Regions from separate parts of the Mus musculus genome. Here region 1 is linked to region 2. The links are chromatin contacts, called in public HiChIP or PLAC-seq maps. All regions are on one chromosome and are shown on one strand. Each heading gives the region's core, a stretch centred on a gene start, on an enhancer-like site or on the middle of the called end of the contact. The rest is flanking DNA. Distances are from core to core; before and after follow the strand shown. Region 1 holds the start of Smpd2 (sphingomyelin phosphodiesterase 2, neutral). Region 2 holds the start of Gtf3c6 (general transcription factor IIIC, polypeptide 6, alpha).

The links. HiChIP or PLAC-seq counts read pairs in DNA pulled down with a chosen protein or histone mark.
Region 1: a FOXA1 HiChIP or PLAC-seq map of pancreatic cancer cells shows a contact between it and region 2. The contact joins the promoter of Smpd2 here to the promoter of Gtf3c6 in region 2. A contact is called at or near these places in 4 of 39 promoter capture datasets (3T3-L1-derived adipocytes, liver, neural stem cells and 1 more), 1 of 484 Hi-C or Micro-C datasets (the 63-12 cell line), 2 of 115 datasets of contacts at active chromatin or transcription factors (embryonic stem cells and pancreatic cancer cells) and 1 of 9 other capture datasets (adipose tissue).

Annotation. Positions count from the first base shown.
Region 1 is chr10:41,489,058-41,494,265 of GRCm38.p6, forward strand. It overlaps Smpd2 (sphingomyelin phosphodiesterase 2, neutral), which reads right to left and starts at 1,283. Exons shown (of 10, transcript NM_009213.2): 1 at 926-1,283; 2 at 407-503; 3 at 218-294. The coding sequence starts at 975. Ppil6 (peptidylprolyl isomerase (cyclophilin)-like 6) reads left to right here and starts at 1,382. Exons shown (of 8, transcript NM_028430.1): 1 at 1,382-1,564. The coding sequence starts at 1,424.
Region 2 is chr10:40,253,749-40,259,472 of GRCm38.p6, forward strand. It overlaps Gtf3c6 (general transcription factor IIIC, polypeptide 6, alpha), which reads right to left and starts at 3,964. Exons shown (of 6, transcript NM_026113.5): 1 at 3,831-3,964; 2 at 3,465-3,545; 3 at 653-716; 4 at 516-560. The coding sequence starts at 3,911. Rnu3a (U3A small nuclear RNA) reads left to right here and starts at 4,720; the gene lies at 4,720-4,931.

The DNA.
Region 1 (5,208 bases), core at 33-2,532, 1.2 Mb after region 2:
GCAAGGAGGGGAGTACCCAGCCAGCCCTCTTCCCCTCCGCGGTCTCCCAGCTCTACTGCTAAGATCAACCCCAGAACAAAGCCTAAGACAGCAGCCCTTGCAAGATGAGGGTGACGGCCTGCTCTTCTCACACCCAGAGGAAGAAGATCGAGGGTGCAAGCAAGAATGTTGGAGAGCTTCCTCGTCTGAGAACAGGCTGAGAACACAGGCTTTTCACCTTCTGAAGTAGTGTGCATCTGGATAGGTGAGCGATAGCCTTTGCCTTAGGTACTGGAAGTCCTGCTCACTCCACACCTGAGGAAGAAGGTGAGGATACTTGCTTGGATTTCATCCCAGACAGAACAGTTTTCCTGCGCCGCCTGCCGCCTGCTGCCCTCCTCCAACCTAGCCTGCCCTACAACCTCACCTCCTCCAGGAGAGCCAGATCAAAGTTTTCCAAGTTCAGAAAGTCTCCCAAGCGCTTCATGCGGTCCGCCCTATGTTTGCTCAGGTAGGGGATGTCCCTAAAAGGGGTGGAGGACGCAGGGGGCAGAAGAGATGGGTCAGCAGTTCAATTTCCAGCAAGCACATGACAGCTTACAACTGTCTGTAACTCCAGTTCCAGAGAATCTGGCACCTTCACACAGACATACATACAGGCAAAACACCAAATGTACATAAAATAAAAGTAAATCATTTAAAAGGAAAGACATGGGCCAGGTTTGGGACGATTACTGCTGTCATCACCTCAGCTTTGGATGATAGGGACTTTGGTGATTGCTGCAACCACCCAAGCTCTGGTCTTTAGGCGATGTGGACTTTGGTGGTTCGGGAAGGACAGGGTCTAGCTCGGCTGAAGAAGACCTGCTTCCTTCCTAGGCATGTGCGAGAGGGGACTGGAAGGTGGCTCCGAGGCTGCAGCCCACGCCTGGGAGCACTTACTTACCAGCAGTTGAGATTGAAAACTCTCAGCCGTAGAGAAAAGTTGAGCTTCATGGCTGGAGTGCTTCGGAGCAAGGGCGGCGAGGCGGATTGCGCGCACAGGCTTATTGCCCTGTCCTGCGCTGCCCCGACCCAGGAACGCGAGCTGGTTGGGGGTGGGGGGCGACTCCTGCGTTACTGGGACAAAGGCCGTCCTTCCACCCGGAAAGAAGGTCGGCTGCAAATCCCGGGCTGGCTGCGCGAGGCCGCCGGCAGTCCTGGAAGGAATCTCGGGTGGACTGTTCCAGATTCTTAGGTCCTTCGGTGGGTTCTCCGCACCGCGGCCTACAGGTTCCTCCCTTGTTCCCGGCTCGGCTTCCACCAGCAACAGGCTTGAAGTTGATGCGAGGCCCCGCCCACGAACTCACTCAGGTCCCGCCCCTTGCGGGCGTTCGGGGAGGAGCCACGCGGTTGCCCTGGCGACTCGCACTATTTGTGTTCCGGGCTCTCTGCTGTCCCTGCCATGGCCACCCAGCAGCCGTGCCGGCCCAAGTCGAAGCCCCCAGCATGTCACGTGCGGTTGCCGCCCGAGCCGCCCCTGAAGCTGAAGGTGGTGGGGCTCTTCAAAAGCTCCAGCTTTCAGGTGTCAAAGACCATCGCTGAGGTAACCCCTCGCCCCAGACGCCGTGCGCACCTCAGCCCCCTGCCGCGGTGTCGCCTGCGCTGGCGGGCGGGGGTCCACGTTCTGTCCTAGGGCTGGATGGGGGCATAGAGAACAAATGCTGGTCGCAAGGAAGGGCGACCTGGAAGAGACTCGGAGCGCGAGCGAGCGTTCGCGGGGATCCGTATTGGGAAAATGGTAATTTCGGAACACCTATGCATGGAAATGCTAGTTCACGTGAAATTTTTTATTGGATTATGGATTTACAAAATTCAAAATTACGGGAAAATATTCAAAAGCTCCAGCTTTCAGGACCATCGCTGAGGTAACCCGGTGCCCCAGATACCACCTCAGCCTCCCCGCCTCTAGTTTAAAAAAAAAAAAGAAAAGAAAAGAAAAAAACACTTGTGATTTTTTTTAGTACTTTAATTTTGGAAGGGCCTTTCCTTTATAATTTCTGTAGTTGTTTCTGCATTTTAGCAGAATCAGATACTTTTCAGATTTTTAAGAGATGTCCCAGAAGTGCTGTGAAGAATCCAAGTATGAATTTGTAAACATGTAGAATGATATTTTATGCACCAGGAAACAAACAAATGTAGCCAGGTCAATCATGCCGCAGCACGCCTGCTACCTGGAAACAGGAAAAAACCTGGGGGGTACGGTGGTGAAATACACGCAGCCCTGAGCCAGCAACTAGTTTGTTTGTGCTTGTTTTTTCCAGCTGGAGAGCAAGGGCAGTAGAATTCACCCTCAGAACACACACACACACACACACACACACACACACACACACACCCTTGCTTGCTCTAGCATCCAGAGTGAAAGTGCTGTCTTGTGTGTGTGTTGGAAGATGAAGGCTTAGTGCTTGTGTTTGTTTCTTTATTGGGTTTTTTTTTTTTTTTTGGTATTTTTGAGACATGAACCAGTGTCTTACAGCTAAAGTGGCCTTCCTTCCTTCCTCCCTTCTCTCTCTCTCTCTCTCTCTCTCTCTCTCTCTCTCTCTTTCTTGTTTGACTCTCTTAAGACATTAATATTTCCTGTGGTTGTTCCACACTGCAGGCAAAGTGTTTGCAACCTTTTTTTTTTCTTCCTGGGAAGTTCAATTAGTAAATATGTTAGGTGTTCTGGGACACAGTCTTAGACTTATGTTGAGAAAAACAGTGTGCCCAGGTATGGTAACACAGGCACCCAAAAGGCCAAGACAGGAAGTTGATGGCCAGCCTGGGCTACATAGTTATTAATACTTTGTCTTCATAACAAAGCAAAGCGGTGGACACAGGATATAAGTGTTCTAATAAAACTTTATTGTAGGGGCTGGAGAGATGGCTCAGGGATTAAGTCACAACAAACACTGACTGCTCTTCCGAAGGTCCTGAGTTCAAATTCCAGCAACCACATGATGGCTCACAACCATCCTTAATGAGATCTGACTCCCTCTTCTGGAGTGTCCTTAAGGAGATCTGACTCCCTCTTCTGGAGTGTCTGAAGACAGCTACAGTGTACTTACATATAATAAATAAATAAATCTTTTTAAAAAAGACTTTATTGTAGATGCTGAGTTAGACATATATAATTTTGATATAACATGAAATATAATTCATCTTTTGATTATTTTCAACCATTAAAAGATACAAAGGGCTGGTGAGATGGCTCAGTGGGTAAGAGCACCCGACTGCTCTTCCGAAGGTCAGGAGTTCAAATCCCAGCAACCACATGGTGGCTCATAACCATCCATAGCAAGATCTGACTCTCTCTTCTGGAGTGTCTGAGGACAGCTACAGTGTACTTACATATAATAAATAAATAAATAAATAAATAAATAAATAAATAAATAAAAGAAAAGATACAAAATTATGTTTGACTGTCAGTTCTTTCAAAAACTGTTCAGAACCGGGCATGGTGGTGCACGCCTTTAATCCCAGCATTCCGGAGGCAGAGGCAGGCGGATTTCTAAGTTCGAGGCCAGCCTGGTCTACAGAGTGAGTCCCAGGACAGCCAGAGCTACACAGAGAAACCCTGTCTCGAAAAACCAAAAAAACAAAAAACCTGTTCAGGAGTTAACTGCTATAGAGGATATTAAGTCAACAAAACAATGTTTTTAATATTGTAATAATGTAATTTTCCCTTAAGTTTCTACTCTTGTGACTATATTCAAATATGAAGATGTATCAATGTAAATTCACTTCTAGCTTAACTGAGGATATTTGATTATAATCCTAGTATGTTTGTGAGTAATCCCAGATGCTTGATTCATAGATTTCGATTTTTAAAAGATAAGGATAAATACTAGTACATATTTTAATTTGGATGTAGTCCTTTCTATAACAAATGTGTTATGAACAAGCGTAATAGGGCCTAATTTGAAAACAATTGATCTTATTACTTTAGATAATTCCTTACTTGGAAACAGCGATCATCTTGTAGGATTGTCTGAAACTGAACACAGACTATGGAACCGAGAAAAAGTTCCATTGTTTGGGTACCACAGTCTTAGAAGGCAAGTGGCCAGGTTGCTGTCACCATCTTGCACCCATCCCAGAGTGTGATATGCTGTCTGTCACCCAGGCTTTCTTCCTCTTGAAATCATCTCATCTGATAGAGAACGCGAGACCCGTGCCTTTTAGACCACAATGGGGCCTCAAAGCATCATCCTTAGCAATCAAGGTTTGGTTCCCAGCACCATGTCTGCCAGCTTACAGCCTCTTAGAGCTGCAGTTCCAGGACATCTAATGGCCTCCAGTCCATAAGCATTCACACTCAGTGAACATTAACCACCTCTCTTCCCAACACAACACGCACATACACATCTTTTTTTTTAAAGATTTATTTATTTATTATATGTAAGTACACTGTAGCTGTCTTCAGACACTCCAGAAGAGGGAGTCAGATCTCCTTACGGATGGTTGTGAGCCACCATGTGGTTGCTGGGACTTGAACTCAGGACCTTTAGAAGAGCAGTCCAGTGCTCTTACCTGCTGAGCCATCTCACCAGCCCCCTACACATTTTTTTTAAAGTCTGTTTTAGAAGTAATTTTTCCTGTTTCGCACACATGTAAAATGTTTGGCCAAAGCACACTCAGTTCTAAAACCTATCCAGAAGCCCACACTTACTCCTTTCCCTGAAAGGCAAAGCCATAATAGTGCCCCTGTGGTCATTCTCCCTACATCAATAACTTAAAGCAATAATATTTGGTTTTGGTTTTGGTTTTGTTTTGCTACAAATCAAGCACCAATAGATCTGCTGAGATCTAACAGCTTACTTTGGGGGGAGGGGGAGTCCTAAAAGAACATATCAAATCCAAAAACCATTGGCATAAACTCATTTACTGAGTTATGTATCAATGTTCTACTATATACCAAATGAGGTAGCAATATAGGAAAACTAAGACATGCCCCTGCCTTCTCAATCTTGTTCCCTAAAGGTGGGAGATAACCGAGTCAAGATCAAAGTGACTTGGTAGACCCTCTGGGCACAGGACAGGGCATCTCAGGCTGTGCGGCCTGCGTGTGCTGTGTGAAACTCCCTGAAGAGCTCCTTAAGTTGGGAGGAAATGATTTTGACTTTAAAAAGAGAACTTGGGGGCTGACATGATCATGCAGGGAGCAGATTACGTGCTGTGCAAGCATGAAGACCTGAGTTCAGATTC
Region 2 (5,724 bases), core at 2,714-5,213:
CCAACATGGGGACTGGGAACTGAACTCTGGTTCTCTGGGAAAAAAACAGCCATGTTCCCTAACTACTGAGCCATCTCTTCAGTCCCCAGTATTTACTATATACATTGTATATCTGAAGCTAGGCATAGTGGTGTATGGCTATAATCCCAGCACTATGGAGGCATGAGGATTGTGAGTTCAGAGCTAGCCTGAGCTACAGCTTGAGCTGATAATGAACCACAAGAACACAAAATAAAGAACAAAAGGCAAAACAAGCAGTATGTCTGGAATAATCTGTAGAAAAAGGTCGTCTTGGGCTGGTGAGATGGCTCAGTGGGTAAGAGCACCCGACTGCTCTTCCGAAGGTCTGGAGTTCAAATCCCAGCAACCACATGGTGGCTCACAACCATCCGTAACAAGACCTGACTCCCTCTTCTGGAGTGTCTGAAGACAGCTACAGTGTACTTACATATAATAAATAAATAAATCTTTAAAAAAAGAAAAAAAAAAAAAAGAAAAGAAAAAGGTCGTCTTACCTCGTTCAACACCTTCTTCAAATATAACACAGGTACCAAGCGTATCTGCGGGGAAACATGAATCAAGTCAGGAAAGGCTGCAGTACATCTCTGAGAACCGTGTGAAAAAGAGGCTTTTGTGTCGGGTACCGCCATACCTTCATACTCCCCAGCAAACACATAGCTGTCCACTTGCATGATGGGCCTCTCCGTGTCAATTCCCTATAACAGATTAAAAGACAAAATCCACCATCATTTAAAAAATGCCCTTGGGGGGTTAGAGACATGGCTCAGTGGTTAAGAGCACTGACAGCTCTTCCAGAGGAACTGAGTTCAATTCCAGCAACCACATGGTAGCTCACAACCATCTGTAATGAGATTGGATGCCTTTTTCTGGTGTGTCTGAAGACAGCAGCAGTGTACTCATACACATAAAATAAATTTAAAAATCTTTTAGGGCTGGTGAGATGGCTCAGCAGGTAAGAACACCCGACTGCTCTTCCGAAGGTCCGGAGTTCAAATCCCAGCAACCACATGGTGGCTCACAACCATCTGTAACGAGATCTGACTCCCTCTTCTGGAGTGTCTGAAGACAGCTACAGTGTACTTACATATAATAAATAATAAATAAATCTTTAAAAAAAATATTAAAAAAAAATCTTTTAAAAATGCCCTTGGCATGGTGGCGCATGCCTTTAATCCCAGCACTCGGGAAGCAGAAGCAGGCAGATTTGTGAGTTTGAGGCCAGCCTGGTCTACACAGTGAGTTCCAGGACAGCCAGGGATACACAGAGAAACCCTGTCTCGAAAACAACAACAACAACAACAAAAGCCCTTGGAACTGGGCAGTGAAGGACATATCTTTAATCCCAGCACTTGGGAGGCAGAGGCAGGCAGCTCTCTGTGAGTTCAAGGCCAGCCTGGTCTACAGAGCTAGCTCTAGAACAGCCAGGGCTACACAGAGAAACTCTGTCTCAAAAAACAAAAACAAAACAAAATAGAAAATGCCCTTGTGAGGTCATCCTGGTCTACATAGTGAGTTATAGGACAGCCAGGGAAACACAGAGAAACCCTGTCTTGGAAAACCCAATTAAAAAAAAAAAAGAAAGAAAGAAAAAAAGAAAGAAAGAAAGGAAGGAAGGAAGAGAGAGAGACAGACAGACACCCGGCGTGGTAGTGCACGCTTTGATCCCAGCACTCGGGAGGCAGAGGCAGGTGGATTTCTGAGTTCGAGGCCAGCCTGGTCTACAAAGTGAGTTCCAAGACAGCCAGGGCTATACAGAGAAACTCGGTGTCAAAAAAAACAAACAAAAAAAAAAAATGCACCTTGGACTAGGTGTGATGGGCCATGCCTTTCACACTTGGAAGGCAAAGAGGCAGACCATCCGTGAGTCTGACACAAGGCTGGCCTCAGCTCACTGAGATATGCCTGTTTGCACTTCCTATGCATTGGGTGGGATTAAGAGTATGTCCATGCTGGAGAGATGGCTCAGTGGTTAGGAGCACTGACTGCTCTTCCAAAGGTCCTGAGTTCAAATCCCAGAAACCACAAGGTGGCTCACAACCACCCATAATGAAATCTGACACCCTCTTCTGGTGTGTTTGAAGACAGCTACGGTGTACTTATTTATAATAATAAATCTTTAGGCCAGAGCAAGCAGGGTTGACCAGAGTGAGCAGAGGTCCTAAATTCAATTCCCAACAACCACATGAAGGCTCACAACCATCTGTACAACTACAGTATACTCATATACATAAAATAAATAAATAAATCTTTAAAAAAAATGTCCACCATGCCTGAGTGGACTTTCTGTTGTCGTTTTGAGACGGGGTCTCTCTGTGGGTCTGTCTGTCTGTCTTAGAACTTGCTATGTACACCACACTACTCATCTCTGATTGGCATGTTGGGGTAAGTGGCAGAAATTAACCTGTTTAAATATTTGAAGCCAAGGATTTTGCCCAAAAATTTTGATAACAGCTTTATCCCCCATCCCTACCCCCATCCCCCAAAGACAGGGTTTCTCTGTGTAACAGCCCTGACTGTCCTGGGACTCACTCTGCAGACCAAGCAGGCCTCAAACTTAAGAGATCCGTTTGCCTCTGCCTCATGAGTGCTGGGATTAAAGGTATGTATCATCATCAGGCAATAACGTAATATTTTAAACTGTGTCTTCTCCAGGCATTTTGAAGACAGGGCTTTCTGTAGATCAAGGTGGCCTAGAACTTACTATATCATTAAGGATGACAATGAGCCAGGCGGTGGTGGCGCACGCCTTTAATCCCAGCACTTGGGAGGCAGAGGTAGGCAGATTTCTGAGTTCGAGGCCAGCCTGGTCTACAAAGTGAGTTCCAGGGCATTCCGGGGAGTTGGGGGGTAGGATGACAATGAACTTCGGATCCGCCTGCCTTGGGCTCTCCAGTGCCGGCATTACAGGTGTGCACCAGGACAGCCTGCTCTCATGCTATTTTTTCCTAATTGGCTTGTGAGGAGTGAGCCAAAGACACACCAAAGGCATGGTGAAGCAGGTGACATGGGTACTTGGTGACCGGCCGGGCAACACTGCATACATATCCACACTTAGACCAGAGTCTGCGTCCAGACTAGTACACTCAACTGTGGTACTATTGGAGGATAGAACTGAGGCCACGCCCACTACAAGGAAGGCAGGCACTGCTTAACAGCATGGATTAGGCTTTGTCCTGAAAGTCCCCCAGAAGTTTCATACAAGGTGTTTTGCTCTTTCTCTCCAGCCACACATTCAGACAGTGAAGAAGAAGCAGTCAGGCATTTTCTCTGCTCCCATAGAATCCCTCCCTTGTAACCTACTCTTCTGGTATGAGCCTGGAGCGTTTGATCACTGCTTTGTAAGGTGGGATGAACGTCTCTCTCTTTGTGGACAAGCATATCACCTTTTAGTCTTGTTTTAACTTTAAGAAAATCTACAACATTCCCCGAATTCTAAGACTCACCAAAATCTTGCATTTATTTTCACATTTGGAGAGAAAGTCTGAATCAATGATTCCTGACAATTCTACCAGAACAAACTGCTCCTGGTGGAAGAAAGCAAAGTTAATAAGGTAGACAAGGGGCAGTAAATAAGAAATGCCCCAAATTTCTCTGTGAAAACTCGATCCAGTTTCTGGTGGAAACCGATTCTTTCTAGAATGGGTAAACCAGAACTGAAGCTAGCCCTCCACGGCTTCTCGGGCTTCGGAAAGCCAGCGAGCTGTCTACCGGCCTCCCTCCCTCCGTCCGCATCCCAGACTCCCTTCCCCACCCAGGGGTGGCTCAACCAAGACCGCCCGCGCCGCAGGCCTCTGACCCTCGCTTACAACCTCCTCTAGCTCCTCTTCCTCCTCCTCCAAGTCCTCCCAAATGGGATCCACTGCCGCCGCCATAGCGTTCGGAGACGCCATCACTGGCCACGCCCCCTGTGGATGCCATTTTGGATACGGGCAGCGGCGTCCGGCTTCCGGCCAGAAAGCAAGATGGCGACGCCAGGCTTCCGTAAGTGGGTCCCACGTGGAGACTCGACACGCTCCGAGCTTCGGGAATTTAGGGTATTTAGCCCCACTTTGAAGAACGTGGCTCATAGAGCTCAGGCTACACTGAACTCAGTAAGTAGCTGAGGATGAGCGTAATCAACTGCCTCCACTATAAAACAAAACCTCACGTTTATTGTCTGCCGAAGGAGACTAGAGGATCAATGGTGGCCTCCACTTTTCATCCCAACATCTAAGGACGCGGGAGGGAGAGGATTAATGCAAATTCTAGGCCAGAGTGGCTACTTAGTTAACACAAACCCAGCAGTGACGCTACTGGGACAGGGTGGAATTCAGACCGCAGAGGACACAAATCAACACCCATCTTAAGTAAAACGCAGCCTGAGGAGCCGCACCCACCCTTTAAAACTGGTCCGGAAGTGATTTTCTTAGGATGACTGAAGACACTGGCGTGTGATTGGCTATTATCCTCAATATGTTAATTATGAACTTGATTCTGAGTTAGTTTACAAGTCATAAGTATTCAGAATGAGTTTTTGTTTTTGTTTTTTTTTTTTGCAAAATAATATACGAACACAGCTTCGAAAGTGCATGTGTATGGTATTCCTTAGGAGAATATTACGGGGTTTTCGCGGGGGGGGGGGGGCGGGTGGGGAATGTCACCATTAGTTAAAAATGTGCTGTCAGAGGTGGCCTCGCGGCGGCTGGCAACGCTAAACTAAGACTATACTTTCAGGGATCATTTCTATAGTTTGTTACTAGAGAAGTTTCTCTGACTGTGTAGAGCACCCGAAACCACGAGGAGGAGACAGAGTGTCCTTTCCTGAGCGTGAAGCCGGCTTTTAGTGCTGCATTTTGCAACTGCTATCTGCCATTGATGATCGTTCTCAACTCTCTTGAGGGTTGAGAGGGAGAGGACACAGTCTGAGTGGTTTCTTTTATATTTAGTTGAAAGTTAGAGTAGATGCTTTGGTCCTGAGCTACTAAATGGATATCTTTCCTCTTGTATTTTACATGGCTTATACTGTGTAGCCCGGTCATTCCTCTCTGTATGGTCCCAGACGACCTCCAACTCAAGTTCTGCTTTCTGCCTGCCTCAGCCTCCTAAGTGCTGGGGTTTAGGGTGTTCACTACAGCCTGGCTGACCTGCCTTTCTTGTTCTTAGTATGAATGTAGTTATAATGTTCACGAGACCATTAACTGCAAGAAAAATTTTAAGTGCTTATGAACAACAAAACAGGAAAGAATTTTGTCCTATTAGTAGTTGTGTGTGAAGTAAACTTAGGTCTTCTGCAAGCATGACTGAAGCTCCTTGCAGAGGAAAAAAAAATCTATGAGGAAGGCTATTAACCTGAACTAGTAAATAAAGAATATTAAATGTGATAGTGGTCGCAATATTAAGACACTGCCACTAGGAGGCGACAAGTGATTTAACAATCTGCTCCTTCTTGCTCTTTTACTTGGAAAACTTATATGAGAATTTTTATTTTCTCCTTTTTGTTGTTGTTGTTGTTGTTGTTTTAGTTTTTCGAGAGGGTTTCTCTATGTAACAGTCCTGGCTGTCTTGAAACTCGTTTTGTAGACCAAGCTTTCCTCGAGCTTACAGAGAGCTTCCTGCCTCTGCTGGAATTAAAGGTATACACCACCATACCAGGCTTAAAAATATGTTTTATAGCAGAGTTCTTGTAAAAGAGCCTTTAGAGGTAACATCTTGTCTCAGAAATGA